Linked DNA regions of Ovis aries: region 1 is linked to region 2. The links are chromatin contacts, called in public Hi-C maps. All regions are on one chromosome and are shown on one strand. Each heading gives the region's core, a stretch centred on a gene start, on an enhancer-like site or on the middle of the called end of the contact. The rest is flanking DNA. Distances are from core to core; before and after follow the strand shown. Region 1 has its middle 13 kb from the start of NFKBIA. Region 2 overlaps PRORP (protein only RNase P catalytic subunit).

Region 1 (5,446 bases), core at 1,997-4,496, 140 kb after region 2:
TCAAGGAGTTGTTTTTTTTTTAACTGAAGTATAGTTGATGTATAGTATTATGAAAGTTACAGGTGTCAAATATAGTGATTCACAATTTTAAAGGTCATGCCCCATTTATAGTTATTGTAAAATATTGCCTATATTCCCTGTGTTGTACATATATCCTGGTAGCTTATTTATTTTATACATAGTAATTTGGATCGATTAATTCGCATACCCTATATTGCCCCTTCCGCCTTCCCTCTCCACACTATAACCACTTGTTTGTTCTCTGTGTCTGTGAGTCTGTTTATTTTTTGTTATATTCACTAGTTGGTTGTATTGTTCTAGATCCCACAGATCAGTGATATCATCCAATATTTGTCTCTATGTCTGATTTATTTCACTCAGCATAATACCCTCCAAGTCCATCCATGTTGTTACAAATGGCAAAATTTCATTCTTTTTTCCTGATGGAGTAGTATTCCATTGGGTTGTATTCCATATATATGGAATATATATATGCACGCACACACACATATATATCAGTCCTAAAAGGAAATCAACTCTGAATATTCATTGGAAGGACTAATGATGAAGCTCCACTATTTTGGCCACTTGATATGAAGAGCCGACTCACTGGAAAAGACCTTGATGCTGGGAAAATTTGAAGGCAAAAAGAGAAGGGGAAGCAGAGGATGAGATGGTTAGTTAGCATTATCAACTCAATGGACATGAATTTGAGCAAATACTAGGAGATAGTGAAGGACAGGGAAGCCTGTGGGACACAAAAAGTCCTATAAGACTTAGCGGCTAAACGACAAAAAATATATATACACCACATATTCTTTATCCCTTCATTTGTTGCGGGCCCTTAGGTTGCCTCCAAATCTTAGCAGTTGTAAATGATGCTGCTGTGAATATTGGGGTGCATGTATCTTTTCAAATTGGTGTTTTTCTTCCTTTCAGATGTATACTCAGGAGTGGAATTGCTGGGTCATATGGTAACTCTGTCTGCAGTTTTTTGAGGAACCTCCCATACTGTTTTCCATAGTGGCTGCACCAATTTACATTCCCACCAGCAGTGTGAAAGGGTTCCCTTCTTCCCACATTTTCCCCAGCATTTGTTATTTGTGTTCTTTTTGATGATGGCCATTCTGACAGGTGTGAGATGATAAAGGACAGGTTTTAAGGGACAAGTGAAAGTCAGTCAGAAAAGTGGGGAGAAGGCCCAGGAGAAGGTGGAGTCTGTGGAGAAGCGCCCAAATGTGAAACAAGCAGTTGCACGTGGGCTGGTGTGGGGCGGGGAGACAAGAGTGTGGGCAGGAAGGAGATGAGGCAGATCCATGTGACTGAGCAGAGAAGCTGGAACAGTGCCTTGAAACCTATGGAGAGCCCCTGGGGGGTTTTGTTTAAATTAAAAACTTTTTTTTCTTTTTTTTGGTTGCACCGAGCAGCATGAGGGATCTTAGTTCCCCACCTGGTGACTGACCCCAGGCCCCTTGCAGTGGATGTGCAGAGTCCCAACTGCTGGACCACCAGGAAGGTCCCTGGGGGGTTTACGTGGTGGCTGCCATCAGTGTGCTTTGGGGGACAGTGTGGCAAACAGACTGGAGAGGATTAGGCATGAAGCTGGCGGCCAGTGAAAGGCAGTGACTGGGAAGTGAGGAAAGAGATGGCTAAAGAGATCCCAGAGTGGGGACAGAGAGGATGAGAGGCAAGGAGAGAGAAGGAGGCATCAGGAGCTTCTAGTTCCTGACCTGGGCTGCTTAGTGGGGAAATTGGAAGAAGAGTGGGTGGGGGAAGTGATGGGTTCTCTGTTGGGTGTTTTAATCTCAGGGGACCTAGAAATGTGGAGATTTCTAAGAGAATAAAATATTTGGGAGTCGTCAGCTTACTTGAGAAATAGCTGAAGTCAGGGTGAAGACAAAGTCACCCAGAATTGCGTGTAGATTCTAAGAATCAAGATGCGAACACCAGCACTTAAGAAACTGAGGGTAAGAAGCCAGCAAAAAATCTGAGAACAGCTCAAGAGACGGGAGGGAAATCGGAAGAGGGGCTGTCCCAGAAGCTGAAAAAGGCGAGAGGTATGAGAAGATGGTCATTGGAAGAGGAGTCCAGTGTGGCAAGATTGTGTGACTGTACAGATTGCTCACCAATTCAGGAAACTTGAGAAAAGGCCAGATTGAAAGAAAATAAAGTTTTCCTTATGATAGAATGTTGAATTACTTCAAATACACATTTATAAGGTTAAGTAAAGAGGTCCTTCAGGGCTGTGATTGCAAGATTTACCAGTAGTACATTGAAATCATGGAAGAAAAATCTAGCAGCTATTTTATTTTGTAGGTGAAGAGACAAGGTCGATGAGGTTAAGGGATGTACCCAGCTAAGGGATGTTGGATGTGACCAATTTAGGTCACACAACTAAGTCGACCAGGACTAGAATCCATATCTCTAGATAATTTAGCCCTCCGCTGTTTACTCAGTGGTTAGTTCTCAAACTGCAGCTTGCCTTAGAGTCAACAGAGGGCTTTTAAAACTAGATTGCCTCACCCCCCTTCTCCCATGCCCCCACCTCTGGAGATCTTTGTTCAGTAGGTCCTGGGTAGGGCTTGAAAATGTCTTTCTTACAAGCTCTAAGTCCTTTATTGCTTCTGGCCGGGGACCACACTTTGAGAACCACTGCTCTAGATGCTTCTGAACACTTAAAAGTAGGGAGGATTTTAGAAAGCAGCTGGGTTTCCCAGGATGCTTGACCGTTCTCTAAGAAACTCTCAGGATAGTAATTCACTTGGAAAGAAATTCATGTGAGTCAGTGTCCCTGTGGAAAGTATGAATATGGAACTGGACTTGATTCATTCAAAGCTCTGCCCTGAGTGCGCACGCTGTTCTAGACTTTTCTTGGCATGGGAGATACAGTCCAAAACTCTGCCCTCAGGGAGCTTACCTTGTTTAGGAGACAGAAATATACCAGATAAATAAGTAAAATATAGACTACACTAGTGAGGGTGTTTAAGAGAAAAATGAAGTCAGAGAAAGGAGTAGAAATGTCAGGGCAGCAGGACATATTGAAATTTTAAGCAGGGTGGCTGGGAAGAGGAGAGGGCAACGGCGAAGACCTGAAGGAAGGGAGAGAGTGAGCTGGGTGAGTGCAAAGGCCCTGAGGTGGGCCCTCTTGGAAACACGGCAGGGAGGCACTGTGGGTGAAGTGGAGTGAGTCAGGGGAAGAGCAATAGGAAATGAAGTCAGAGATCTCAGAAAGCCAGGTCAATGCTGGGATCTTAGGAAAGGATTTTTCACATTTAGGAAATTCCTCCCTAAAAAGTTACTCCATTTCTCTTGGACTAAACCGTATTATCTATTGCTAAGGGAACATTAGGTCCCAAACTTGAGCTCTGGCTCTAGGGATACTGAAGGGTTATAGAAATTCCCTCCACAGAGCGGCTAAGGAGTTTGCTCAGCTGCTTGTTTTCTTCTCCAAACAATTGCCCACAGGCCGGTCTGCAGAGACAGGCCTAGGAGGACATGCGTTTCTCTGATCACCTTCTCCATGTGTCTATGCACGGCCCCATCCCGCCTTCCTCATTCATGCCCTATCCCACCCCCATCTCTTCACTCAATGCTGAGAGAATTGCCCTGGCAGTGTGTGCCACATTTTTTCTGTATTACAAATGACATTGTCCGCACTTCTGGGAAAAACGGACCCCACCCACAGGAGTCTTGGGCGGTGGCTCAGACCTTCAGTTTGTCAGTCTGCATTCTTTTTATGGTCAAGACTTTTGGATCCTGGCCCACCCCACAACCACCTGTATTGGGGAAAGAAAAAACCCAATGCTTTAAAGGACAGCCTAGGATGTTTGTCTTTCTGGAAGATTATTGAATTTATATTCGAATGTATAGAAGGCAAACTATTAGGCTTGATGGAACATTGTGCTAAGAAAGCTTTGCTTTTTCTTACATTCTCACACATACAGTCTGACCTCGAATAGGATTGGATCTATAGCACAGCAAGGTGTTTGTGGTCTGTGAAGTCTCAGACTAGGTCCTGCCGCAACACGCAAGACCAGAAAGATGTAGTCCTGGAGTCTGGGGGGTTATATCCTAGGCCTCTGAGAATAGAGGAATATTTATGAGAATTTATGTTTTCATGTCGGGACATGAGACGTATTTTCTAGCAGAACAAAAGAGAATTCTAAGCTCCCCTCACAATTTGGTTTTGAGTCTTCAGAGTATATATCTGTTTCCTTGAGTGGAATATAGTTTTGAAGCTAATACTAATATTGACAAATTAGTAAGTTATCTGTGGGTAAAAATGATTAAGTATTGGATTTAAGAACAAATGAGTTTTCACTGATGACTTTTCTTTCCAGACTTGAATTTCAGGCTCTTAGTGGCCCATGTAGCGTAAAGGGTGAGTTTCCCCACCTCTCTGGAACAGCAACTCTGTCCCATCCAGAAAAATATACCACATGTGGGATGCTCTAGGAGCTTAGATGACCTGTCCCACTCCTGGAGTCTGGGGGCTCTTTGGCACAGGGGCATTTTTTGTTGATCTCTAGAATCTTAGGTGGTGGGGGCTGAAGTGACCTTGAAGGTCAGTTAGTTCAAGTACTCCTTTTATATTTAAAGTGTGTCTCAATATCCTCACTAAGTGGTCTAGCAGCTTTGGTAAAACACCTCCAGTTTGCACCTAGGAAGGACATTAAGTGAGAAGAGAGACCCCAGTTATACTTACTGAAGGCCTTTGTGCGGGAGCTGAGTTTTGATGTGGTTAATCTGCTCAGTTCAAATGAAAGTCAGTTCAATTAAAAGAGAGGAAAAGGAAACTTGGCCAATGTCTCTCTTCTTTTGCCAAATGAAACAGTATTGTGGATGCAGAATTGAGACTACCTTTTTGGAAAACAGCTAAATGGCAAGCACCCTACACTCGTATTTCCCTTCTAATTAAAAAACAATGCCATTAAAAAAAAAAAAAAGGAAAAAGAAAAAACAATCCCAAATGCCAGACCACAACAGCAAAATGTTTCACAGTGCCCCCACCCCAATAAACCCTCGTTTCTTGTCTCCACCAACAAAAACAACTTTTATGGCCCAGTCTGTACATGAATCACTCTGTGGAAATGATAGCAAATGCAATAACCCCAGACAGCTGCAATTATCTAAATGTCTCCTTATTAGCCATTTGAATGGTTGAAGCCTTATAATCAAATCAGAATGAATGCTAATCGAAATCTAATAGAGCTTACGTCCGTTTGATTAGGTATCAGAATTTGATTCCGATATTGTTAAGTTACAGCTATGGCCCATCAAGTCACACTAAAAATACATTTTATAACCTTATTGGCAAAAGAAGATAGATTCTTTCCATAAACAAGGGCAAACTGGAACTGGTTTGTACTGTGCCAGCGCCACCTACCGGGATTTAGTGGAACTGCAGAGACCATCTTTCCTTGGAAGTGGGGCACAGCTATTTGTT
Region 2 (5,102 bases), core at 2,592-5,091:
GGTTGCAAAGAGTCAGACACAACTGAGTGACTGAACTGAACTGGAGACCTCTTCCACTTGCTGATGGCTCCTGCCAATGTGTGTTTCCTGATGACTTCAAATCTTTTATTTCATCCCAAAGCCCTCTCCCGGATAGGGTCTCCTGACTGGCTGCCCACTGGCTTATTTACCCCCTGGTACATATCATGAGCTCCTCCTCTCACAGACCCTGGCTTGCTACCATCATCTATCCAGTTGTCCAACTCTTCCCTGGTTTGTTTCTCTCCTTGTTTCCCACATTCAGTCAGTGACTAAGTCTGCTTAGTTCTGCTTTACTCCAGAAGGCTCTCTTTCTCTCCATCCTTACCACCAGCATCTCAGTTCTCATCATCTGTTACCTGAAATACTGCAGAAGCTCCCTTACTTGATCACCCTATTCTAGTCCAGCCTCCTTGCAATACACAGGGTTGATCTCTTTAAACTGGTAGTCATGTCATGCTCCTATTTAAATACTTTGTTGTTCTCCACTGCTTTCAGCTGGTAAAAGATTCCTTATCACGGTTTACAAGGACCTTCATGATCTGACCCCAATAGTCATTCCCAGCCTTCTTTCTGGGACTCCTTGTGACATCCTCCCGCATTTGATAGCTTGCGGTTCCCTGAATTCAGTTCATTAATAAAGAGCCCTCACCTTCAACCAATATGCTGCTGCTTTAAAAAAAACAAAACAAAACTACATGCTGCTTCTTGTCCTTGGAAACTCCCGTTCCTTGCCTGAATAATTCATCTGAAAACTCAGCTCAGTCATCGCTTCCTTAGTGGTGACTTCCCTGACCACCATCCCCACCCCCAGTCTGATTTAGGTGCCCGTCCTTTAACCTCTGTCTTAGCACTTTTTACATCACATTACAGTCATTTGATGGCAAACTCCCGGAGCTGGGAATAATGTGTCTTCATATTGGTATTCACATCCCCAGTACCCTCTGCCTAATGACTGACAGAGAAGGTTGTCATTCATTTTTAATGAATAAACTACCCTTTTCACTTTATCAGGGCCACAATTTTAAATATACGCATGCATGTGCACACTCATACATACCCAGAAACCCTTGAATCTGATCAAGTCTCTAGATCCAGCTGCCAATTTATAGGAAACAAGGAAGACTAGAGAATATGTTACATGATACCACAAGGATGCTGTTGGCAAAGTCTAAACGTGGGAACTTCTGTCAGAATAGCAGCCACATTTCTTTAATGGTAGTCAGACAATCACAGTGTATGGAGTTATTTTAAATCTTGATTTTTTTTAAACTAAAAAGCAATATAACCTAGAGAAATATAAATGTTGATTGTATATTTGATATTAAGGAATTATTAATATTTTTAGATGTGATAATGGTGTTATGCTTATTTTTTTAAGAGTCCTTATACTTACAAATACATTGACATATTCACAGTTGATGTGATGTCTAGGATTTGTTTCAGAATAATCCAAAGCAGAAGTTGGTAGAAATATAGATGAAATTGGATTGGCCATGAGCTGATAATTACTGAAGCTGGATGATGGGCACATTATGCTATTCTGCTTACTTTTGTTTATGTTTAAAATTTTTGGTAATAAAACTTTTATTGTAGTAAAATGTACATAACATACAGTGTATCATTTTAACCATTTTCAAGTGTACCATTCAGTGGCGTTAAGCAGTTTACATTGTTGGGCAACCATCCCCATCACCAGAACATCACCTGAACTGAAACTCTGTACCGTTAAACAGTATCTCCTCATTCACCTCTCTTCTGGCCCCTGGCAAACACCATTCTGTTTTCTGTCTCTGATTGACTCCTCTAGGTAACTCATATAAATGAAATCGTATAAAATTTGTCCTTTTGTGTCTGACTTATCTTCAAGGTTCATCCAAGACCAAACTAGGCCTTCATAGGAAGGATCAAGCAGTGTGTGACAAATATCCATGTGTACAGAATGGTCGATGTCGTAGAGGAGGCGGTTCTCCCCTTGAGACTCTGAGCAGGGATTCGGTTTAAATGAGAGCTGTGGACGGGTTTCCTTGAGCTCAGGGCAGTTCTGACAAGAGAAGCTGAGATCCACTCTGGGAAGTTCTCAACCTGGAGAATCCAGAGATGGTGAGGACAGTTCTGGACCTGCCCAAGGGGTCTGGAGTCTGAACCACACAGCAGAGCAAAATACATAGTACAGCTGATTCTGGAGAATATCTCAAATTCCAAATTGCTTCCAGAACTCCAGGTACTTGGCACCTCAAGGTTAAGCTGAGATCCATTCTCACCATGCTCGCTCCCACATTGCTCTTTACGATGTCTAAAGGATAATTCTCCAAAAACCAGAAGAGTAAACACAGATTGCAGCTTAATATTTGGCTTGGCTTCTGTTCTAATTTGGTTTATCTCTAGTAGGAATAGATAAGAAGTTTTTCTTTTTTTTAATTCATAAGTGACATTACTCATACATGACTTACTTTTGGTGTAAACCTGAACAGTAGTTCCTGAGCTTAGGGTAAAAATACAATTGGCCGAGCTACATGTGTTGGAAATAAGTGGGTAGGGATGCTCAGGAAGTAGAAAAGCTGCCTAAGAGGTGGGAGAGGGTCATGAGAGCAAGAGCTATTCTGAATAACCCTAAATAGCAAGTGTAACTTCCTTTCCCTAGTCTTTTAACTTTTTACCTCCCCCTCTGCAGTCTCTGGAACTTCCTGGGTTTTATGGACTGTAGATCTTCAGAACTCTAAAGCCTTTAGGATCTGACATCTGCAGACATTATAGAAGTCCTATGCTGGTTTCCCAAGCAAGATAGCTATGATCAATATTCCTCATTATAGGATAAGTTCAGGAAGGAAAGTTTTAGAAACAACCCAAATATCCATGGACATGAATAGATAAGATGTTGTATATAGATACAATGGAATATTATTCAGCCTTAAAAATGAATAAAATTCTGATATGTGCCCTGTCTTTTCATTGATGTATTAAAATGCTTTATATTTTATGTTGTTATTCATATGTTAGGCATTATGTCTGCCATTTTATTTTTTGTTTTCTATTACCATTCTTTCCTATTTCTGTTTTATTTTTCCTGCCTTCCTGTGGGTTGCTTGAACTTTTCTTAGAATTCCATTTTTATGTGTCTATAGTTGGCTTTAAAAAAAAATCATAGTGTTTTTGAATATATATCTTTGCATAGCATTTTTAATGGTTGCTGAAAGCATCACATATGTATACACACACGCACACACATGTAACATCAGTCTGCTGGTGTTATCACTTTAACAGGTTTTCAGTCTTGCTAGACTGCGTCTTTTCTAGTCCTTTGGCTAGAGAGAACCGGCCTTTATTGGTCTTTTTTGTCTGTATCCATGACATTTCCAGGTTGCTGGCTTCTTGATTTCCAAGTATAGGAGGATATATGAGGCGAAAAGGAAATCCCAAGGTCCCTAGCCAGTCTGCCTTTTTATCTCTACAAAGTCTTGCATTTGTTTTATATACAAAACATCTGAGGGTTTTAGTTGTACATAGTGGAAGAAATAGGGAAGAGTACATCCACTCCGTTTTCCCAGAAGTAGAAATTTCTCCCATTTTTATTTTTGATCTAACATAGAATTAAGGTCACTTTTCTTTTTCTTTACTATTCTAAGTATATCTATGACTCTGGGCCAGCCCATTGGATCCAGTCTTGGAATTTACCTCACAGGAAGTAGGCTCATAGCTAGATTGCTATAGAGTTTCAGGCAAATGCCTCTATTCCATCCCGTACACTCATCTCTCTTTCCTGTGTCTTTATTCTCCCTTGTTTGCATCATTACCAGAGAGCTGCTGCTAGCCGAGACCTTTCGGCCACACGATGGTGCCCCAGAGTTGTTCAAGCTAACCTAAGCCCTTTCTGTTCTTCTTTGGGCCCCTGTCTTTAACTTAATATTAGTAAATTCAAGGCTGTTTATTTAAACCGAGGTATAGATATGAATGACTAAGCACACACACACACAGATGTGAAGACCCAATTGTGTATTTCTTTAAGCCATGTCTTCTCATGTATATGGAATCAGTATCAAAAATTGGTTTTGTTTGATTTTTTTTTGTTTTATATTGAGAATAACTTTATGGGAATTCATACAGGAGTTTTTAGAAAGCAGTTGTCATTCCTTTTAATGAATTCAGTTGCCATTTTTTGTCTGGGCTCATTGAAAATAATCTGTAATCTCAGCATAGCTTTAAGAAGAAAATTTGTAAGTGCATTTTGAAGGAGATTCATTCTCAATGTTTTGAGGTGTTTGAATCCCTGAACTAAACTTCCATAGTGAAGATGTTTGATTACCAACCCAGCTTTTAAAATAGTACCTTGTAAGATTATATAAAAATGCTTAGGATAAATAGACTGGCAAATAGAGTTAGATCTTTGGGTAGTGAGGTTATAAGTGATTTCCTCTTTCACTTTTCTTCTTGCCTATATTTTTCAAGTTTTCAGTAATAAAGGTAGGCATTTTGTATTTCACAATAGAGGTAGGCGTTTTCTTCAGCTAATCAGAAAATGTCTATTAACCATTCAGTATATGTGGAACCAGCATATACATCTTTCCAGGCTTGAGAGTTGGATAAGAAAATTATTAGGCACTCCCTCGCTGAAGTCAGGGGCCATATCTTCCAAAACTTCGTAAGCTATAATACCTACTATGTGCCTTATACATGGAGAGTTCTGGGAAATAACTGTTGAGTGAACAGAGAAGCCATTACTCATAACTTTTTCTGGTTGTAAAGCTTTGGGTCAGAGTCCTCACAGTGGTATTGGTACACTTCTCTGCTCACATTCAGTGGCCAACTTGTGTTCATTCTGTCCATTCATTCTAGAACTAAGAATTAGAGATCATATAACTAACTACTGTTTCCTAAAATAATAAGATTAGTAATGGGGTAGAATGGGCCAAAAATACATATAAATCCAAAGCATTAAACAGTACTTAAAAGTTCAGCTCTCGCTAATTCATTATTAGACTAACTGAGAGAATCCATGTGTGTTAGACTAACAGGTACTCAAGCAATATTTGACAACTGACCAAATAAATGAATGAAAAATTATTGAGTAAAGAATTTTAACTAAT

What was found. Hi-C and Micro-C count contacts between places; a contact is called where the count stands out from the background.
Region 1: a Hi-C map of retroperitoneal adipose tissue shows a contact between it and region 2, with 4 times the contacts expected there. The contact joins two enhancer-like sites. A contact is called at or near these places in 14 of 16 Hi-C or Micro-C datasets (blood, hypothalamus, liver and 6 more).

Annotation. Positions count from the first base shown.
Region 1 is chr18:43,407,490-43,412,935 of ARS-UI_Ramb_v3.0, forward strand. No RefSeq gene overlaps it. Among named protein-coding and RNA genes, the nearest start is that of NFKBIA, 13 kb to the left of the region's middle. Within about 2 kb of position 3,247, at least 3 of the 54 cell types and tissues checked have an H3K27ac peak or open chromatin away from gene starts, as enhancers often do.
Region 2 is chr18:43,271,715-43,276,816 of ARS-UI_Ramb_v3.0, forward strand. The region is part of intron 5 of PRORP (protein only RNase P catalytic subunit); the gene reads left to right. Among named protein-coding and RNA genes, the nearest start is that of PSMA6, 33 kb to the right of the region's middle. Within about 2 kb of position 3,842, at least 3 of the 54 cell types and tissues checked have an H3K27ac peak or open chromatin away from gene starts, as enhancers often do.